2 separate regions of the Mus musculus genome follow, and region 2 is linked to region 1. A link is a contact called in public Hi-C data. All regions are on one chromosome and are shown on one strand. Each heading gives the region's core, a stretch centred on a gene start, on an enhancer-like site or on the middle of the called end of the contact. The rest is flanking DNA. Distances are from core to core; before and after follow the strand shown.

Evidence for each region. A called contact is a pair of places that touch in the nucleus more often than the background predicts.
Region 2: a contact with region 1 is called in a Hi-C map of myocytes, with 2.7 times the contacts expected there. The contact joins the promoter of Ryr3 here to the enhancer-like site in region 1. A contact is called at or near these places in 1 of 39 promoter capture datasets (hippocampal neurons), 2 of 484 Hi-C or Micro-C datasets (cerebral cortex and myocytes) and 1 of 115 datasets of contacts at active chromatin or transcription factors (neural progenitor cells).

The regions. Positions count from the first base shown.
Region 1 is chr2:113,113,623-113,117,504 of GRCm38.p6, forward strand. All of the region lies in intron 1 of Ryr3 (ryanodine receptor 3), which reads right to left. Among named protein-coding and RNA genes, the nearest start is that of Ryr3, 100 kb to the right of the region's middle. Within about 2 kb of position 2,014, at least 4 of the 459 cell types and tissues checked have an H3K27ac peak or open chromatin away from gene starts, as enhancers often do. A contact at or near this core is called in myocytes, where this site is marked.
Region 2 is chr2:113,214,862-113,218,743 of GRCm38.p6, forward strand. It overlaps Ryr3 (ryanodine receptor 3), which reads right to left and starts at 2,222. Exons shown (of 104, transcript NM_001319156.1): 1 at 2,079-2,222. The coding sequence starts at 2,129.

The DNA.
Region 1 (3,882 bases), core at 764-3,263:
TTGTTGCTAAGATTTTGACTTCATGGGACCAACTCACAACTTTCTCTAAATCTAGATTGCTGTAATACTAAGATGATTTGGAAAAGTCTCAGCTCAAAGCCACTATTTTCTATAAATTCTCAGTTCTAGGTAATTTTCTTAATACGCATTTTCTTCAATGTGACTTTTATCCCAATTTGTCACAGAGTGCTTTTAAATCAATAATATTTTATTAGAATTTTATAGTGTGATTAATTTCAGTTTAGTTAGGGAGGGAGAGGAGTCTGGGATTCCTGAAGGTATGACAAGCATAACAAATAGAGATGAAAAAGTTCATTAAGAAATTTGAAAGACACTTCAATTCTATATTATATGGTTATGATCTTATTAAATGCACCTGAAGAATTCTTAAACGACACTAATTCCAAGACCCCTCACTGGTGACTTTACAGAGTGTTTGGAATGCCTTCTCCTTTATTCTAGAACATCCATGAAGAACCCTTTCAAATATTAATACCACAATCCCTTGTGGTATTAAGGCCATTACCAATAAGGCATAATAAAGTTAGAAGAAGAGCTAGTCACTTATAGCTAAAGCATAGGACAGAGATGCTCTCATGTTGAAAGAGTCAAGGAAGCATCCAGAATAGTCAGATGTCAGCAGGGGCAAGAAACCAAGGCTGTTGTACAGATAGAAGCACTGGCCTTACTAGAGAAGAACATTCCATACAGATGCACTTTCAACAGTTTGGGTGAGAGTATTTCTCCACATGACTGGCCTGCTCTAAGTCAGAGGTCTGCAGGGCACCTCACTTTTCACTCCTATGACACACACTATACTCATCTCAATCCTACAAGAGAGTGACATCTCAGTTTGTCCTAAAAATTCTGTGGAAACACATGACCTCCATGCTGGTGTCAGGACTTTGTCCTCTGTTCTATCTTCTCTCCTCTCTTGAATTCCACTACAACTTGGACTGTTCTTTCTGCTTTGGATTCAGAGTTCTCTTGTGTCCTTTTGGAAATCATACTTGTTTTGCTTCTCTTCCTAGCATTCCTTCCTTGAGAAGGGTCTTATAATATAATAAACTCTGGCCCAAGATAGGCATCACATGAGAGCCATGTGAGCCAGTGAGACGAGCTCTTGAACAACACAAATGTGTTTTTATTCATGTTTCCTAAGTGCAAAATTGATTTGCCTTCTCTTTTAGGGCACAAGGCCCTTTTAGAAGAATAAATGCTAGAATTCAAATATCCTCTTTAAGAGATGATGGTTTTGTCTGTGAAAAAATATATTTGAAATGACAAAATAATAATGATCAGAATTGGTACATTTGTCTTTCAGGCTCAGAGACAACAGACCATAGTTCTCAACTGGTTGGTCATGACCCCTTTTGAGGTCGAATGAACCTTTCACAGACATCACATATCAGATATCCTGGGTATCAGATATTTAGATGATGATTCATAACAGTAGCCAAGTTACAGTAATATAAGTAGTAAGAAAAATAATATGGTTGGGGGGTCAACACAACATGAGAATCTGTATTAAATGGTTGCAGCATGAGAAGGTTGAGACCCACTGCCATTGACCTATCCTCAAACCAAGTAGAGTGGGATAGAGAAGTGAGATTCTTCAGGAGACTCTTATTCTCTTCAGCAACACTCAACCCCAGCTGCCTTCTACCAGGAAGACTGGCTTTCCTCCTCCAGTCCCTGACACAGATGCATACAAAGTGAGGTTTTTTTTTTTTTTTTTCATTTAAAAAGCAAGTCTGTTTGCAAACAGGAAGCTGCAGAAGTAGGAGGGTGTGAAAGTGGTGAACTGGAGGACAGTTCTGAAAACGCATCAGTGGTACAGGAGCCTGATTTAGCCACACTCCCCAAGCTGGTCCAGCTCCAGTCATTTGGGACAAACCCACGTCTCATTCTTCTGAGCGCTAGTAACAAAACTCAAGGCTCTAAAAGGAAGCCATGGGACTTTCCTATCCTGTCCCCAGAGAGCAGAGAGGCTTCTGCTGACAAGCATGACTAGGGTAGATGGCAAGCAAGCCCATTGGTGACAACCACAGTTTTTGATGGAATGCCACACAACACCAGCTGCTGTCCCTTCCAAAGCCTGAAATCGAGCCAGGGTTTCCACTGTCAGTTGGCTCCATGTGGTGAGGGGCATCAAAGCCCAGATCCATCTTAGGAACATACCTCTGGCATTTTGGAGAGGTCATCACCAAGTCAGTGCCCTCTTCTCCCAAACCCATGGCTTGTTTGGTCTCATTCCAAGGTTATTAAATGAGACAGCTTCACTCTTTCATCACAAACCATGGAACCCACAAATCTAGCTCTGTATCTGCGGTGAGAGACCCCATCTGCTTTATTGAATTCATCATGTTTTATTCTCTTACACATTAGAATAGGTCCCTAAGAAAGTACTCATCAAGTAAATGTGTGACCGACAACAACAGGTGTAGCTGACACACAAGAAATCCAGAGAGGACACCGCATTCACAGTAACACGAGACTTCTCAGCAGACAACTGTGACAAATTCTTTCCCAGAGGTTAATTTGGACTTAAAATGTCTTTATGAAACTGGTTAATACTGAAAACATCTAGAAGATAAGAAGTACAGGGCAGATACAAACTATCTGGCATGTCCATTGTCTTGAAGCTTATTAACCATAGAAGCTCACTGAACCATCACACAGCCCTGCGTAGAATATCATTTGCTAATGAAGGAACAGACTTTTAGAAGGTCTGCAACCTCTCTTTGCTTTTCCAAATTTTCATGGAATTAGCAAAGATAAAAAAAATTACTACCTGGTAAAGTTGATGTGGCAAGCTTGCAACTCAGATCTTGACAGATCTGACGAATTATTAACAACAAAATAGTAAATAACTAAAAAGTAAATGTCCAGAGGAACCAAAGAGTTAACTTTGAAGACAACGTGCTCAGAAAACAGATGGCCCACTACACTTCTTCATTTTTGTGATCTGAGCTGGCCTTCTCTCCTGACCTTTTCTCATGTCCACAAGCAGCCACAGACATCCCTCTATACAAATTTGAAGAGAATACATAGATTTTTTCATTGAATTCTCAGAATTGTACAGCCATGGCATATATTTAAAGACATGAAACAAATTTGCCTGTTAATTAGTAACTTAGAGATGCCAAAATGATTGCTGGATGCTGTATAGTTTCAAGAAAAATGTTATTTAAATATTACATGTCTTCTAACTTTTCCTGAGAGCTCAGCAAGACAACTTATATGTGAGAAGAACAGACTTACAAATAGCCAGAGGAAGACAAATGCAGGGTGCCAGTGAGACACCAGCTTCTACGCAATGGACTGAAGGAACGGAGGCAGCCTACAGGGCACCTACCCCTTGCTGTTTCCTTATGTTGCCTACAATACCAGGAGTACTGTGCACCAGGGAGCTGGCAGTGAGTACCCATGTAGCAGTGATGTTTCTGCCTCAATTTCATCTCTCCCTCCCCAAATTTGACTAAAATCAAGCTACTGAATCCACACAGGCTGCTCATGCTCATTCTGAGAAGTCTGTTTCCTTCATCTGACAAGCTTCTCATCCTGAATACATCATAAACAGACCCATCTAAACTCACAACAAATCCTTTTCAGCATGCTGGCATATTGGAGATTACTTGCTTCAACTGTGGTAGTCACCTCGCTTCCCATTCTGGTTCATCTCAGATGATTGCAGATTAGGCAGCCCTGGTCTATCAAGTGTGTTCAAGAAATGAAGCTCTGTGCTTAGTTACTTAAAAATACATGAGCTGCAATAATGCCTCTGACTCTGATGAGCTAGCAGATCAGGCCCAGATATATCTGCTAAATTGGTACTGCCAGTGTATTCCCTGGGGTGGGAAGGGGGTATGCATTGAAGGA
Region 2 (3,882 bases), core at 972-3,471, 100 kb after region 1:
CAACTTGCTGGGTAGCCACAGCCAAGCCGTTTGATTTCCTGTACCTCTCTCAGTTCCAAGCAAGAATAAGATGAAGATCATACTTAAGATTACCTCATGTAAACTACCTCACAATCCTTTAAAAAAAAAATCCAGGTAATTTTGCTGAAGAAAGAATTGGTTTTGTCATACCTGGGAGTCACTCCCTGGTGACCTCAGCTCTCCTTCTGAGCTGTGCAGATACTCAGCCCTCTGCAAATGAACTATTGATCAGGGTGCTTGAGCCCCACAGAGTCTCTAGATTGGCTTTAAAAAGAGTTCCATTTACTCTGATCTCCAGAAAACTGGTGAGACAAAGTTAAACAACCACTGCCATTTTAAGCCTTGGCTACAGGTGTTCTCAACTACAACAACACTGCCCAGTACAGAGAAGGCTGGGAAGATGGCTACCGAAGCTAAGACAAGCAGCCTACATGAAATGAAGACTTGAGGTCAGGCTTCGGATCTCTAACCTTAACTCCTTGAGTCTCATCTTCAAGCTGCCTCAAGCTGCCCAAAGAAAATTTCCTCAATTATCTGTGCCTAGACTTTTAATAATAAACAAACAAACAAACAACATGGCTGAAGAGGGCACAAATCCAGAAGCACCTGTGCTGTTAGTCATTCACTATTGAGGACACCTGTTGGAGGAAAAGCAAAAGGGTCCCACGGGGCTCTGGGAAGAACAGGTAGTTTGCCGGGCCCTGAGACAGTGGGTGGGCTGTGTACAGTGTAAAGATGAACCAGGACAAAGTAGACGAGCTTCTGGCCTCTCGGACGTATTAGGAGAATGGTTGGTCTTCTCTGTCCGTCAAACAAGACCCAAGACTGAGCCTTGACCAAGGAACTGTGTTTGAAGAAGAGACAATGGAAGTAAGGATGGGTCTGAAAATTATTAGAAGGAAACTGCAAAGCAAGAGGGAACGTTCCAAAAGATGGACAGAGCAAAGTTGTCGTCCTCTATGACCAGGACAGAAAGAAGCAGGGCGCTCTTAAAAAGGACAGTGCAAGGTAAGATTTTCATTCTAATTCTCCAGACCTACCTACCTCGTCACCTAGCACTTATAAAGCATTTGTCAGTTGCAAAATATTATGGAATTCACTATTTCATTTAATTATCTTTCATGAAATGCTAGTTACATTTGCCTCCATTTTACACGAGAGGAAACTGAGGCTACGTAGAGAAGATTATATGAATTGTTCAAGGTCAGGTGGCTGAAATCAGCCCTAGGAAGCAACCTGCTGCCCCCTGTCCTTCAAGGTGGTCGACCACCTTGAGTTGTTAACTCCCGAAGGGGAAGACAGGCATAGCAGCGCTGGACTTTGCCCCGTTCCCCAAATCTGGGATGGAGCATTGCCCTCCATCCAGCGCCAAGAAGGGGACCTGATGACGCGGAGCCACAGACCGGGATTTCCCCATTCTGCAGGGTTCTTGGGAGCCTGGAGCACAAACAGTAGCTCTCACACACCCGCGGGTGAGTCAAGTAAGGTTTAGCAGCAGTTGCTGAATAGAGATTTAAAGAGAAGGGAGACGGACAGTACTGGATGAATTCCCTTCTGATCAGTCCCTACATTGCCACCAAAAGCAGGCGCCCGGTTTCCAGACCGGGATCCCCACTCTCGCCCCTGCCCCATTGGCTCCTTTCTTGACTGTCCCCTAGAGCCCAAAGGCAGCTCGAATGAGGGACCCGGCAAGGTGTGGAGGTGACAGGAGGCCGGTTGTGGAACACCTCTGATCTTCTGGGTCGGAGGAATCACAAGCCAAGCTCAGCTTGAAGTTTGAGCATCAAGGGTTTCAGACCAAGTAGCGAGTTGCCCGGAGAGCGAGCAGTCCCGGGTGGGAGACCTGAGAGTGTGAGGTGGCAGCACGGAATGAGGGGGAAAGGCTGAAGAAGGGGCCCCTTTCCACTCAGCCCCTCACCGCGGAGAGGTGGCTGGTCCGCCTCTGCAGCCTGCGAGTGCGGAGAACGCGCCCCGCACCGCGGCGCAGCGCAGCCCCTCCTCACCGCGCCGCGCTCCTCCCCACCTGCCCGCCGCCTCGCCCGGCCGCCGAGACTCACAGTCCTCAGGAACTGGATCTCATCCTCGCCTCCTTCTCCCGCTTCGGCCATGGCTCCCAGGGCGTGCGCTGCGCCCCAGCCTCGGGCGCCTCTGTTTCCCCTAGGCAGCGGCGTGCGCTGACTGCTGCTCTGCCGCTGCTCTTTCTCCTCCTCCTCCTCCTCCTCCTCCTCCTCCTCCTCCGTCCTCCTCCTCCTGCTCCTCGCTCAGCCTCAGCAGCGCCGAGCTAATCCCCGACCATATAGGGAGCTGGGCTAACACTTGACTGCACTGCAGAGCGCCAATGCCAGGCGAGCAGCCCGCCCACCCCTCTCTCCTCTCGCCCCAGCCAAGTGCGCGGCAGCCACGGACTCCGCGGACAGCGCAGCGCGGCGCGCGCCGGGCGGGTGTGGGGCAGAGCTAGGGACCCGGGCCGGAGCCGTGGAACCTCCCCCGCACCGCACGGCACCGCACATTCGGTGGAGACGCGCGCCCCGCGGCGACGGGAAGATGGCTCTTACACAAAGGCCAGTTGCTTAGATTCAGTGCCCCCAAATTGGGCACAAACCCTCTAGATTTGTCCACTTTGCACGGTGCATGTGTGTGTGTGTGTGTGTGTGTGTGTGTGTGAGAGTGTGTGTGTGTGTGTGTGTGAGAGAGAGAGAGAGAGAGAGAGAGAGAGAGAGAGAGAGAGAGAGAGAGAGAGAGAGAGAGAGTAAGTATTGGTTTCATATTTGGGTGGGAGTGCCCATCTGGAGCAGGGCGCTGACCACTCACCACCTCACCACCCATAATGGGTGTTCCTTTTTCATGCAGCAAGGAGAGACTGAGGGTGACTGCTCATCCATAACAAAGTTTGTAACCCCGTGGGTAGCTCTTCTTTAGAGAACCCATTCACTCTTTAAAATTTGATAAGGAGAGGGTACAATAATCAGAATGCACAGTACACGTGCATGAAATTGGCAAAGAACAAACTCAATAAACGTTTTGGTTTTGTTTTTTGTTTTTGTTTTTTTAATCTGATAAGGACACTACACCCCCATTGAATAGAGCTTCACTAGCCCCTGGGAGCTTCAAGAAGCTGTCCTCAATTTGGAAATCAGATGGCGTCAGAATTGTTTCTTTGTGCCCACGCTTACCCATACTCTGCACTTTAGAGCTAGCCCTCTGGACTCAGGGGAGTGTGAGGCTGCTGAGAGCACACAGTGTGTCCTAGGAGGCTACTAATCCTTACCTGACCTTGGGTGGATTTTTTAGGATTTGGGAGCAGTGAGATTGGTCCTCTAAAAGCACAGAGTGCAGGGTGTCCCTTCTGTATGCTGGTCAAGTAGTTTCTGGGCAAAACAAAAATGTTTTAAAAGAAAGTGCCTCAAGATGTAGGTGAGTAGCAGCTCTGGGTCTGAACCTACCAGCTCCTCTAAAGGCTGCCTGGAATACAGCATGCCATCCACACATTGTGGCACTTTACCTTTCATGCTTGCCTCTATGCCCAACCTTTGGATAAAGACTCTTGTCTCCATCACTGGCAAGAGTACATGTTGATAGATGAAAGGCCGAGGAACGCCATCAGCCATGGCTAGAACTTCAGCAGAACCCAGGGAACAGTGAAATACTCTCCGGGTGCTTGAACCATTGTAAGTCATCAAGGAAACCAAGAGCAGTTGACTAGAGGGGGGCCGTGTGACGGACATGGTGGCTAACTGACAGCCTATGGGGCCAGAGAAAATCTTTCCTTTTAGTCCGTTCAGCACTTTATACCTTTTTACATACAGCGTTGCTAAGTGCTATATGTATAACATCTGAAACCTGACTAATGAAATAAAATAG